Regions from separate parts of the Callithrix jacchus genome. Here region 1 is linked to region 2. Evidence: chromatin contacts called from public Hi-C data. All regions are on one chromosome and are shown on one strand. The core of a region is the stretch at or near the end of the contact, and the rest is flanking DNA. Distances in the headings are between cores, read along the strand shown. Region 1 holds the start of NBL1 (NBL1, DAN family BMP antagonist). Region 2 overlaps CAPZB (capping actin protein of muscle Z-line subunit beta).

Evidence for each region. Hi-C and Micro-C count contacts between places; a contact is called where the count stands out from the background.
Region 1: a Hi-C map of skeletal muscle shows a contact between it and region 2, with 3 times the contacts expected there. The contact joins the promoter of NBL1 here to the enhancer-like site in region 2. A contact is called at or near these places in 3 of 3 Hi-C or Micro-C datasets (induced pluripotent stem cells and skeletal muscle).

Annotation. Positions count from the first base shown.
Region 1 is chr7:56,526,108-56,532,586 of calJac240_pri, reverse strand. It overlaps NBL1 (NBL1, DAN family BMP antagonist), which reads right to left and starts at 4,795. Exons shown (of 4, transcript XM_054258818.2): 1 at 4,631-4,795.
Region 2 is chr7:56,248,842-56,255,683 of calJac240_pri, reverse strand. CAPZB (capping actin protein of muscle Z-line subunit beta) reads left to right here. Exons shown (of 10, transcript XM_003733354.6): 7 at 6,095-6,160. Among named protein-coding and RNA genes, the nearest start is that of SLC66A1, 31 kb to the right of the region's middle. Within about 2 kb of position 3,008, at least 1 of the 16 cell types and tissues checked has an H3K27ac peak or open chromatin away from gene starts, as enhancers often do. A contact at or near this core is called in skeletal muscle, where this site is marked.

The DNA.
Region 1 (6,479 bases), core at 3,546-6,045, 280 kb before region 2:
ATAAGCGTGCCTATATACGTACAAAAAATGCACATCTGCACAAGTACCTGCTCTCTTTCTCTTACACACACACACACACACACACATACACACACACACACACACCAGGCCTTTCCTGTTACCCATTCCAGCAATCACTAGGTGCAGAGCCATGGAGGGCAGGCCTGGCCAATCCGTGGTGGAAAGGTGGGCTCGCCCTCCCCATTTTCACCTCCTGCTTCCAGAACCTCCTCTGGGAACCTTCCCACACTTGGCCCCAGCTGATGGGGATGGACGATACTACCTGTGGGCTCAGCATTCAGGTGACACTGCGCTCTGCACACACATGAGCACGCAGCCTTTGTGGCTGGTGGCTTTCACACCAGATGCTCCCCCTTCCCTGCCTCTCCTACCTCTCCTCTCCCCCCACACTAAGGGCACAGTCTGGTCCTCCTCCTCCATTCTCCACAAATTATGACAGGCTCGGCTTCAAATCTGAGCTCAGTCATCCTAATCTTTCTCTTTATTTTTATGTTTTTGTTTATAACAGGATCTCACTCGGCTGCCCAGGATGGAATGTGGTATCACCATCATAGCTCACTGCAGCCTCAAACTCTGAGGCTCAAGCGATCCTCCCACCTCAGCCTCCTGAGTAGCTGGGTACTACAGGCACACACCACCATACCTAGCTAATTTTTGGTATTTTTTGTAGAGACGAGGTCTCCCTTTGTTGCCCAGGTTGGTCTTGAACTCCCACTTCAGCCTCCCAAAGCAATGGGAACACTTGACCCCATTTTAACCTTTCTGTACTTCAGTTTCCTCATCTGCAAAGTGGGGACAGTGCTAATGTCCAGCTCACAGGACAGCTGTGAAAATTAAACTGAAGAATACATGGGAGCCTCTGGCGAGATGGCCCATCATAGTTAATTTCTCAGTCCATGTTGCCTTCAGTGCCAGCTTGAGCTTCTTACCCTCCCTGGGCCTCTGCCTGCTCCCTTCTGCCCTTCACTCCCACAGGATCCTGGGTGGGTCCTGAGGCTATTTCAGTCTGGGCTGCATCTGCCCCAGTGAAACTGGATTTAGGGAAAATCTCAAGGTGAAACTCAAACAAGTGGGAAGACGGCTGGGAATGGATTTTAGAAACTGTCAAGGGCTGCCCAACATGATTCCCTGCCGGGGAGGAACTGGAAGGAAGATCTCACTCAGACTCTAAGACAGGGTCCTGGAGACACCAACCTCCCCCAGAATCCAACTTCAAGAAAACAGGCTCTGCCCTGCCACCAGGCTGAGCGTGTTGCTGGGCGCAGAGGGTGTGGAGGGCGGCTGGGCTGCAGCCCTAGGCTTGGGGCTTGGCAAGGGCGGGGCGATCGCTCCAGGTCTTGGAATGAGCACAGGGACTTCCTTGAATGGTGCAACTGAAAATGTTCCTCTGGGAAGGGGCAAGGCAGTGTCACAACTGGGCTCCCTGCTCACTCAGGTAGGGCCCTGGCTCTGGTCAGCCGGACGGGGTTTCCTGGGCTCACCCTGGGGTTTGAGGATGCATTCTGGCCAAAGCTCATACATTGGCTCTCTGTGTGCCTGGAGTCAGGAGAGTCCAGTGGTTATAGTTCAGGCCACTGACCCTTTGCTTCCCCTCCCTAAGCTTCATGTTTGCAACCATAAAATGGGTAGCCTGGCCTGGGAACGCCCATTTCAGCAGATCCCCCAGGGAGGAGCCTGGCTTCAGCATACTGCTTAAGGCCACTGTGATTCCACGACCCCATCTCACTGCAGGAAGGCTTCCTTCTTTCCTTCCTTCAGCACTGGGGAGGCTCTGGCCAGGCAGAGCATGAATCAGCTGTCCAGGGGGTGGACACACAGGGCTGAGCCCGTGCCACCCATGCCTGCCTATACCTTCCAGCCCTGGCCACCTCTGTGCCAGCCCCTCAACCCAGGCAATGGCCCTCCTTACCGCAGACCCTCCTGCCCGCAGACCAAAAACAGTCTCTGAAACAAATCCATACTAATGAGCTGCTGCAGGGCCGGGCTGCACATCTGCTCAGCAGAAGTCCCACTACAGACCTCACCATCAACCCTGCCCGTTCCACCAGCCCCCGACCCTTGGGGTTGGGGGTGGGGGGAAGCAGCTAAACTCAGCCTGAAATTTCACTTTAAAATACTGAGGCCATATCCCTGGCCAAGGCAGAACACCCTGTCCACCCCTCCAAAACACAGGCCCCAGGAGAGAAAAGTCCAGCTTGCAGGGGTGGGTGGAGAGGGGTGGGGGTCACCGAGGAAACGCGGCAGCCTCGCCTTTTCTTTGGCCCCAACTCAAGGCAAACCACGCCCAAACAGACCCAGCATCTGGGGGAGTCTCGGGAGACCCCATTCCGCAGTAACAAAGGGTGAGGGGCTCCTTGTTGACAAATTGCTTCCCCTCCTCCATTCCCCGCCAGCGTCCGGTCTTTGGCCTCCAGCCCTGACCTCTGTTTTCCCGGGGTGCCCCTAGTAACAGGCTGGTGGTGTCCAGCTGGGGGAGCGAGGGCCTCTGAAAGCCTGGAAGTGTGGCCTTCTCCCTTGATGCCCGCCAACCCCTGGCCACGCCAAGGCAGGCGCTGCCCCCTCTGCCGCCACTTGTAAAAGATCAGAATCGCCCCGCCCTGGGAACGGGCCGGGCAGGTGGCCCGAAGCAGGGCCTGTAGTCCAGCCGACCTCGCGGGGGTGGAATTCTTAAAGGAAACTGAGCCTCGGGAAAGGCTGGCTCTCCCTGCTCCAGACTCAATTTCAGAGAGATGACCCGGGCCAGGCCCCGGGGCCAGCGGGAGGTAGGGGGAGCGCTTGGCGCACCCGGTCTAGGAAACTATTCGTGAACCGCTGGGGGAGGGCAAGCCTCCGACACTGGGGGGATTGTCTGGATCGAGGGCGGGGGGTCAGGGAGACGCGCAGACACACGGCGAGAAGCCCACAGAGGACAGCGCAGAGACAGAGGGGAGAGAAAAGCGAGAAGCAGAGACACAAACGCGGGCAGCCGAACACCGAGGCAGGCGGGCGGGGAACGGAAAGAGATGGACAGAGCCGGGGAGAGTGAACGGCGGAAACGGAGCGACGGAGAAAGAGACACACGGACATAGGGACCGAAGCCGAGGGGGCCGCAGGAGGCGGAAACGTCCAGAGCCGAGAGGCGCGGCGCGGCGAGGCCCGGGCACGGCCGGGGGACACGCGAGCCCGGCGGCCGAGCCCCGGCCCCTGCCGGGCCACGCATCTCCCTCCCTCGCTCCCTCTCTCTCCCGGCCGCGGAAACTCCGAGAGCGCAACGGAACCACGGAGAGAGTCTGGGGACGGGCTCCGGGCGCGGCGGTGTCCCCCGGCCACCCCGTGCCGCGCCCACGTCCCCAGAGTCGGCGTCCGGAGGCGCCCGCTGGGCCCCCCAGGGCTCCCGGGCTCGGCGGCGGCGCCTCTGCCCGTTGCCCGCGGCAGCCGGACGCACCCGGGGCCGCAGCTCTGGGCCGGGGGCGCGGTACTGCCCCCGCCGCTGAAGCCTCTGGAAGCCGGGTGCACGCGTGCCTGCCCGAGCGGGACTTACCGCGCGCGCCCGCCGGGTACTGCGGAGCTGGGTGCGGGGGTCGCGGGCCCGGGCGCCCCGGGAGGCTCGGCGAGGCGGCCGGCAGGGCTGGGGGCGGCCCCGCGAGGCTCGGCTGGGCTGCGCTGCGCGCCGTCTGCGGCCCCGGGCGGGCGCGCGGCGCGGGGGAGCGGCTCCGACGTCAGGGTGGCTCCCTCCAAACAGGGCGCGAGGGCGGGGGCAGCGGGGAGGGCCGCGCGCAGAAGGAGCGGGCGGGCGCGCGCGGCCTCTCTCCGGGTGCGCAGGAGGGGGCGCCGGGGCCCCGGGCCCTCTCACCGCCCGCCCGCCTGCCGGCCCCGGGCCGGGCTTCAGCGCGTTCCGACGGCGCGTGGGGCTGCCGGTTCGCCTGGCCGGCGCCCGAGGGCCAGGGCAGCCCGCCGGACGCCCGGGCCGGTTCTAAAGCGCCCTCTCTGGGTTTCTCTGCGATTCCACTCTCTCCGCCCGACTTTTCCCGAGCCTGGGCTGTCAGGCCGTGCCATGCCTCGGGGTGACAAAGATGGAGGTGTCCTTTTTGTGGGTTCCGGGCACTGCAGACTTGCCCCGAGAGTGGGGCGCTCCAGCCCGCCGCGTCCCGGCACCGGGAGTCCGTCCTCACTCCGCAGTTCTGTGGTGCACCCCATCCGGTCCGCTCTGGCTTGCGACCCGGTTCAAGTCCGTGCTGTTGGTAGCCTGCGTTGCTCGGCCTCGCCCGGTGTCATCCTAGTGTCCCTCTCGACCTCCAATCGGCTCCAGGCACTTGGCTTAAGCATCCCGAGAAGTCCCAGGGACTATTAGGAACTAGAACGGCAACAAATGGACTCACTTCTCTGGCTCCTGGGAAGAGTGGAGCGCCTGGCCCCAGCATCCAGCCTCACTTCAGGGGTTCCCATCCAATCAGTGGGCACTTGGGTGGGTTGCCGCGGCGCCTTCTCTACTCTGTGTGCTTAACAACGGGGTGAGAAAATAACTTGCTATTGAAAAGTGGTGGCCCAGGGACACCACGTGGGACACGATTGTGGGACTCGGGGATTTTGCTTTACAGCATAGTTACCTGTGTCCATGTGCTTTACCCACCTTGGCTGGAAACTTCCAGATGGACGCAGCCCTGGTCATCTGACTCATGTGGTTGCCGAGCATCCTGCGTGGCTCCTAGTGGCCTGCTGGGAACTCCCTGGTGTACTCCAGCCTCGCAGCACCCTCCACACCAGCCTGCATCTGTGCCTCCTAGCTGTTGTCTGCACCCTTCCCTCTGCCTGAAATTTCTTTCCCCTCCTTTCGACTCCTGCAAATATTTTTTCCAGCCCCAGATTAGAAAACCTTCCCAAGACGTTCTGGGAGCATCTCCCTCCTCCAGTGTGATCCTGGAGCATGGGATAGGAACTTCTGTTCATGTCGATTTCCCTCTAGAATAGCTGTGAACATCTCTTTCCTCCATTAGATCTTGAGGGCAGGAATCATGCAGTGTCTCCAGTGCTTATGGGCAGGCCAGGTGAGATGTACAATGTATTTGGTTGAATGACATTATTATTATGACACAGTTTTGCTCCTGGCTAAAAAGAAATGGTTCAAGCCACCATGCCCAGCGAATAAAGTAATTATTATCCCCCACTGATGTAGCACAGATAGGTCTTCCCTTAATGGTAACTATAACCGTTATAATAGTTCACATGTGTTGAGCACCTTACCATGTGCCCCATCCCATTGCCAGCACTTACTACTTTCATAATAAACCTATGAGGTTTATTGTCTCTTGATTTAAAAGTGCTGGGCACGGTGGCTCATACCTGTAATCCAGCACTTTTGGAGGGCGAGTGAAGAGGATCACTTGGGGTCAGGAGTTTGAGACCAGCCTGGCCAATATGGTGAAACCCTGTCTCTACTAAAAATACAAAAATTAGCCAGACATGGTGGTGTGTGCCTGTAGTCCCAGCTACTTGGGAGGCTGAGGCAGGAGAATCACTTGAACCCGGGAGGCAGAGGTTGCAATGAGCTGAGATGGCACCACTGCACTCCAGCCTGGGCAACAGAGTGAGACTCCATCTCAAAAAATAAATAAATAAATAAAATAATAAAAGTGAAAAAAAATCCCGAGGCAGGAAGATCACTTGAGCTCGAGTTTGAAGCTGCAGCGAGCTATGATTGTGCCACTGTACTCCAGCCTGGGTGATGTTACAGAAAGCTAATTGTGGAGCCTAATGAACTTGTCACTCCAGCAAGGCCTCGTTTCAAAAAAAAAAAAGTGGAAAAAAAAGAAGGTCTAGAGAGAGGTTAAGTAACTCCCCTAAAGTCACACATAAGAGGCCATGCCAGCTAATGTCTGTTGGATAACCGTGTACCATGTACTGCAGAAACCAGCCTCACCGCACTGTACACAGTAGGCACGCAGGAAATATTTACCATTTTGCAGCCGAAGCTTACCACCACCATCTTTCATGCATACCCTAAGCAGTATGGAAAATGGAGTTCTGTATCTTGTAAGAATCCACTCCCACATTTAGCAGAAAGCTAATTGTGGAGCCTGATGAGCTTGTCAGATTACACACAGAGCCAGGAGTAGAAGCCGCAACTTCCAGCCAGTGCCCTCCACAGGGCAGCCCACCATCTCTCCAACACGGGGACATTCAAGAACACCAACCCCCTAATCAGGGACAGAGAGTTTGGAGTTGAGTCACCATCTGTCTGCTGATGACTGATAACTGCAGGAAAGCTACTGTGTGGGCAGGGGGCCTGGTAGGTCACTTGATAATAATATCTATCCATAGCTACATTTTGTGCCAGGCATGATACTGGGCACTCTGTCTGCTTCAAATCTAATCCTTACCAGAGCCCCATGATTGTTCCCATTTTACAGGTGAGAAAAACCGAGGCACCAGAAAGTGTCATGACCTGCTCAAGACCACATTGCTAGTGACTGACAAAGCCT
Region 2 (6,842 bases), core at 1,759-4,258:
AGTATATCTTCAGGCAGTAAAAGCCCAGCAGAGTCTCTTGCCTGTGTACCCTAGCAGGAATGTCCTCTCTGACTTGTGCTTGGCAGTTAGGCCAGGCAGTATATTTTCATCACAGGGATGAAGCCCATTGCCCTTCCAGATGGAGGGAACAAAGGGTGGGCCGGGCCCGACTTGGCAGGCCCAGGAGTGCACGCTCGCTGGGGAGGCCTGGTTGCAGCTGCAGACATGCTCCTGGTGTCCCGTGGGGCTCCTGGGTTCAGTGGTGGAGATGCTTGAGCAGCACAGCTTTGAGGGGCAGCTGGGTTTTTGTCAGATGACCTGGGGTAGAGTAACCAGTGCCTGGCTGAGAAGGAAAGCTGGCATGAGACAGGCTCCCCACAACCATCCCATGCTGTGAAGGGCAGAAACAGGAGGGGAAGGGACCAGAGATCCCTGGCAGGAGGCAGCTGAGGCAGGGATGGACCCTGCTCATGTTCTCTGAATCCTGGATTGTGGTTTGTCCTTCAATTTTCTGGTTAAGGATATAGATGATACTGAGGCAGCAGAGAGGTCTTATAAAGGGAAGCAGGTTTCAGAATCACCCAGACCTTCGTTCAGATCCCAGCCCAGGATCTCTCCAGCTCTGTGACCTAGACAGACCACTCCACATCTTTGAAACTCAGTGTTGATAATGCCCATTTTGATGATATGATAATTCCAGCACTTCGAGAGGCTGAGACAAGAGGATTGCTTGGCCAGGGGTTCGAGACCAACCTGGGCAATAGCTGTACCATCCCCCCCGCTCCCTCCCAACAAAACAAAAAATTAGCTGGGTGGGGTGGTGTCTGCAGTCCTAGCTTCTTGGGAGGCTGAGATGGGAGGATCACTTGAGCCCAGGAGTTTGAGCTTATAGTGAGCATTCCAACCTGGGCAGCAGAGCAAGACCCTGTCTCTAAAAAAACATAAATTTTAATTTTTTTTCAAAAAAAAAAAAAGGAAAGATTATTGTAGAGTAGAAATAAAAAATGTTTTTACACACCATTTTATGCTCAAATAAATAACTTTTGCCAGGCGTGGTGGCTCATGCCTGTAATCCCAACACTGGGAGGCCATGGCGGGCAGATTGCTTGAGCTCAAGAGTCTGAGACCAGCCTAGGCAACAAAGTAAGACTCCATCTCTACAAAAAAATACAAAAATTAGCCAGGGGAGGCAGCATGTACCTGTAGTCCCAGCTACTCAGGAGGCTGAGGTGTGAGGATGGCCTGAGCCTGGGAGGCAGAGGCTGCAGTGAGCCATGATAACCACACTGCACTCCAGCCTGGGCAACACAGCCAGACCCTGTCTCAAAAAAAATGAAAACAACAACTTTTACTGCTACTATCATGTATCTTGCAAGGAGAGACTTTAAGAATATGTACAATTCTAGATTCAGAATTTTCCTAAACCAGGCAACCCTAACTTTCCCTGGGAGGCCAGCTGACCACCATCTTCTGGCCTGGCTGCACATCGAGTCCTGGCTGACCCACAGCGCAGCGTGGTGACCAAGAGGACGCCAGAGGCCAGAACAGTCGTGGGGTTGGAGCTGTGCTATGACAGCCGGTGACACCTGCCATTCTGGCAAGCCCTGCCCTGGGCCTTACATTTGTTTATTTAGTGCAAGGTAAAGGCAAGGAAATAGAGACACAGGCGAGCCTGGGCCCTTTCCTCGGGGGCTGCAGCACAGGAGCTGTGGGGCCTCAGAGCTGTTGAGGGGGCTGTGCTGGAAGATGCTGCGTGGCAGTGGGAGCTGCAGTATATTACCCCCCACCCCCACCCTGGGAAAAGGCTGCCGGTTTTGGTTTCTAAACCCTTGGCCGTGTTAGGGCCCCGGGGAGGAGGAGAGGTGCCTGCTGGGGATGCGTGGGCCAGGTTCTTGCTTCAGACTCCGTTAGAACCACCTTGTGGAACATCTGTGCAGCCATAGCACATAAAAATGTTTTCCTTCTGGCAGCCACTTTTATAAGGATGTAATAAAATATGCATTGCACAGAGCCTTCTATTTTTGGTGGGTCGGTATTGCCAGTGAGCTGACCCTGACCAGGTGTGGAGGGGCATGGGCGGGTGGGCAAAGGCTATGGAAACATGGCCGGGTGCTCTGAGCCCTGTGCCCCTCGCTCCCCAGGTGGCGTCTCCTTCCTGCCCCAGCCCCTGCGTGGCCATTGATGTGGGCTCAGCTTCCCTACCATGGGCTGAGGCCCCCTGTGTTCTGGGGAGTCCTTCAGCCCCTGGGGACAGTGCTGCACACGGCGAGACCGAGCAGCCTTCTCCACCTGACCTCGTCTACCTTTGGCAGCCAGAGGGTTTCCCTTGTTTGCTGGAAGATGACTTGATTCTGAAACACAAAGATGGGAACCAAGAGGCCAAATTACTGATGAGACTGAACTTGCCCCAATGACCCTGGGCCTCACTTTGGGCTGTTGGTGTCCGTTTAAAATGGGTCCCACAGTGAGCTCAAAGCCCTCTTCCCTTCCCTGGGATGGCCGGGAATCTGCCCTCTGCATGGAGCTGGGGAGGAGGAGAGACTCCGATTTGCTAGAAGGGCCTCATTCATTTCCATCCAACCCCCAGGTTCCCTGTCCGCAGGGCTGACTTCACCCAGCCCTGAGCCCAGGCACCTTGACCACCTCCAGGTGGGAGAGAACACACAGTCCCTGGGGGTCGGCATCCAGAAGTTCTTTTTGAAGATGGGTGGATGGAGCCCCTCCCTCCTGAGGGTGCCCCCCAGCTCCTTTTCAGCAGACAGCCTACCCCATTGTCTTGGCAGCAGCCTTTTACTAGTGGCAGATGATGTTCCACGCCCAGCAGGTTCTGGAATGTTGCTCTCACCTGGACCGCCTCTTTGTTAGATGCCACTCCCTTTCTCGGACCCCATGGTGCTCTGGAGCACATGGCTTTGTGAGCAGATGCCTGTCAGGGACAAGGGACAGCTCTATCAGAACAGACCAAGCCCAGCCTGCCAAGCTGTGATGTTCTCTCACTGCTCGGTTCCCCCTCTGCCATCTGCAGCGACATAGGTGAGGTGTGTCCCCTGGCAGACAGCAGGCCTTCAGAGCCCTGCCAGAGTCTCTTAGGTCTCTCTCACACACCCACATCCCCTGTCCCCTGGCCTGGACAGCCCTAGTTCTTTCCCATTTCTTGGTGTCAGACCTTTTCAGTAGATGAATTCTAACTTGTTCAAAGCTTTTAAAACCCAGTGCCTGAGCAGGGCACAGTGGCACACGCCTGTAGTTCCAGCTATGTGGGAGGCTTAGGTGGAGGGTTTCAGGAGTTCCTGTCCAGCCTGGGTGACACAGCAAGACTTTGTCTCTTAAAAAAAAGAAAAATTTTAAAAAAAAGCAGTGCCCTAAACAGAATCCAGCCCTGCAGATGTAGCTGGGCCGGGACAGAACAGGGAACCACTGCCTTCCCCAGCAAGCGTTGGAACCTGGTGTCGGCAGTGTCTTCGTCATGTGGTGGGGTGGGAATGCTGCCCTAATCTGGGCACGAGTAACAGTGTCATTTATGCACCTTCGGGTTGCACAGAAGCTTTCCTAGCAGCCACATCGCATCCTGGTCAAACTTGAAATTGTCTAAAAACCACATGTCTCTTCATAGGATCTGTTTGCAAGTCAGCAGTTCCCCATTTTGTGCTGCATGAAATGTACACCTGAGCCTAAATATCTAGTTTGTGTTTGCCCAGGTACATTTAACTGGCGTGCTCAAGTAGGAAGAGCAGAGGTGTCAGAATCTAACAGCGCTGTATGGTTCTTGCATCTTGAAGCTTCAGTTTCCTTGGGTTTAAAACAGGATTCCCAGGAAGATGAGGGAGCAAGGTGGCCGCCGGTAGCTGCGCTCGTTGTGTGACTAGCCCGGGTTTCTGGGTTCTGTAGTGACCCTCTGACCATCTCAACCCTTGGCAGTCGATAGGTTGCTGCTAATTCTCAGCTGGGCCTTCACTTAATCTTGGACAAACAAATTGACCAAAGGCAGAGACTGCTACAGGGTGCCGTGTCACATATGCAGTGCACACATCGTTCTGTGCCAGTGAGCTGACCCTGACCAGCTATGAAGGGGAGGGGCGGGGTGGGCAAGGGGACGGGAAACGTGGCCAGGTGCCCACCCCTATCAGCAGGCCTCCACCCTGCCCTTCCTCTCAGCCACAGGAGCAGGACGGTAGATGGGAACCTGCCAGAAGGATGCAATCCTCTTTAAGTAGTTCTGTTTTCTTTTAGCCCAGCATCCAAACCAAAAAAGGTGTTCTCGTGGAAGGGCTTGTTCACAGTGAGCCTGGCTGGCTCCTCGTGATCTCTGACTTTAAAATGTGCCAGCATATGATTTTAACAAGACCATCAAAAATTGTTATCTGGATCAGTTTCAAGCTAGCATTTACTTGGCAGAGTTTATTCTTCCTTATTTGACAAAAGTCAGGTCGGCTGGGCCCGGTGGCTCATGCCTGTAAACCCAGTACATTGGGAAGCCAAGGGAGGTGGATCACCAGAGGCTGGGAGTTCAAGACCAGTCTGGCCAACATGGCGAAACCCTGTCTCTACTAAAAATATTTTTAAAAAAGCCAATTAGCCAGGCTTGGTGGGAGGGACCTGTATTCCCAGCTTTTGGGGAGGCTGAGGCAGGAGAATCACTTGAACTTGGGAGGCGGAGGTTGCAGTGAACCGAGATAATGCCATTGCACTCCAGCCTGAGTAACAAGAGGGAAACTCTCAAAAAAGAAAAAAGTTGGGTCATCCACTGGCGCCCTCTAGTGTCAAGGGTTGCAGTCACAGGATGGGTTTGCCCAAGCCTGGAAGCCTGGTTGTTGATAGTAGCTTGGTTCTCTCCTGCCCTCTGCTCTAACCGGGTCCTTTTCTCCTTTCCCAGCCTGAAAGTCATTCTCCCTAATGAGGAGAAGTAGAAATGGGTGAGAAGCAACAGGGCCCTTACCCTCTGAGCACAGTATCTGCCCTGCCAGCCTCGCCCCTGTTCTCTGGGTTCTAAAGAGAGAACCCCGCCCTTTGCTGTTTTTTTTTTTTTAATCGGTTTGAACTCATTTTGAGCTCTGCCCCTTCTGATGCTGCTCTTTTCTTCCTTTTTGATTATTTCAGCTTCCACATTTCATTTCAACAGCACTGGTCATGGTAGCTGCGCCTTCTTATCTTCAGTGTAGTAATGTTGAGCATTTACGTGCCTAGCACTCTGCCAGGTGCCCTGTGAGTCACGAGACAGGCACATCTCTCCTTAAAGAATTTATATTCTTGTCAGGGAAATAAGGCTTCAGAGAAGAAAAGCAATCAGAAGTGCCGAATTCCTTCTTCTCTACCTGCCTCCATGCCTCCTTCCTCCTAGTTGAGATGATTGGGTCAGAGCCAGCTCTTTCTGGGCTTGGGAAGAGGAGATGGGGCTAGAGCTGCTGCCGCACCCCTCACAACCTCAGAGTCGGCATTGAGACTCTCTTGCTCAAACTCCCCTCGCAGAGTAGAATGAAACAGGCCCTGGAGCAAGGAAGGGTTTGACCCAGGCTCTGCCATTGCCGCCTGCGTGACTGGTGCGAGCCACTGCGTCCCTCTGGCCCGGAGTCTCTGTCAGAGGCTGTCAGTCCCTCTCTGCACGACCTGCAGCAGGTGGCATCACGGAGCCACCATTTGGGAGCATGAGGGCGCAGGAGCAGCACGGAAGCTTCCCCTGCAGTGTCAGGCGCTTCAGGTGGATAGCCGGGGCCCAGGCCTGGGCCTGTCAGTAGAGGCCTGAAGACAAACTGCGCGAGTCTTCTCCAGTTGGCTCGGGTGAGCCGGTGCCTGCCAAGGGCAGCCGCCCTCACGCTCCCTGCTGTGACTCGGGGCATCTGCCTGTCTACCGCAGGCAGCAAAACCTTCTCCCTTGCAAGTGGGGGCTCTGGGCTTCTGCCCACTGGGCTCTTTATGGTCTGAAACTGAAGTCATTTTGTGTTTCAGTTCCCAGGCCGCAAGAGTGACCTTGTCACACCTGCAGCTGGCGCCGTGGCAGGAACAAAGTCTCTCTGCAGACCATGGAGGTGGGCTGCACTGTCCGCCGTTCTCAGAAAGCCCTGGCTTTCTCTGACTTGGAATGCTTCTGTATTTGCAGATGGAGAAAGATGAGACTGTGAGCGACTGCTCCCCACACATAGCCAACATCGGGCGCCTGGTAGAGGTGAGTGGCCTGGGCTCTCTGGGCTCCTGCGTTGACCCATGGCAGTGACACTGCATCCCCGGAGCCGCCGTGCTGGCTGCCGCTTCTGCTGCTTTCTCCTAGCTCCACAGAAGCCGGCAGAGCGGGCCTTGGATTTTGCCCTGGCCTCAGATTTTCAGAGGCCTCTGATTTGGATGCCAGCAGGCTCCAGCTTCAGGGCCACCTCCTCCACCCCCCAAACCTGAGCTCCCAGAAGACTCTGTTCAGGCGCTGGCACTGGGGCACGCTATGTCTTGTCTGCCCTGATCGCCTGGGTGTGAACAGGCCCTGCACTGGGAAAGGAAGCAGGTCCCGGGAACGCAGTGGGCCTTGGCACAGCTTCAGTTTCGGCTGCCTCGGCCCTCCTGTCACCACGTTGTTTCGGAAGGAGGGGCGGTGCTCTCTGGTCTCACAGAATTGTTCACAAAATTAGTGGGGAGTCCGAGGGGTGATGATGTGGTTTAGACCAGCTCCCAGGCATGGGCAGAGTTGGCCGCCGGTACCTGGGTATTGGCTTCCTCCCTGCCTGAGGACGGGAAGGCGCCTGGAGCACAGATTGCAGGTGGAGCGCGCTCACCCATGTCCCAGAGCAGGCCTGTGCCGCCCTCCAGCGGCCACATTGGGGACTGCAGGGCTGGCAGGCCGAGGGAGGATGTGGGCCCGG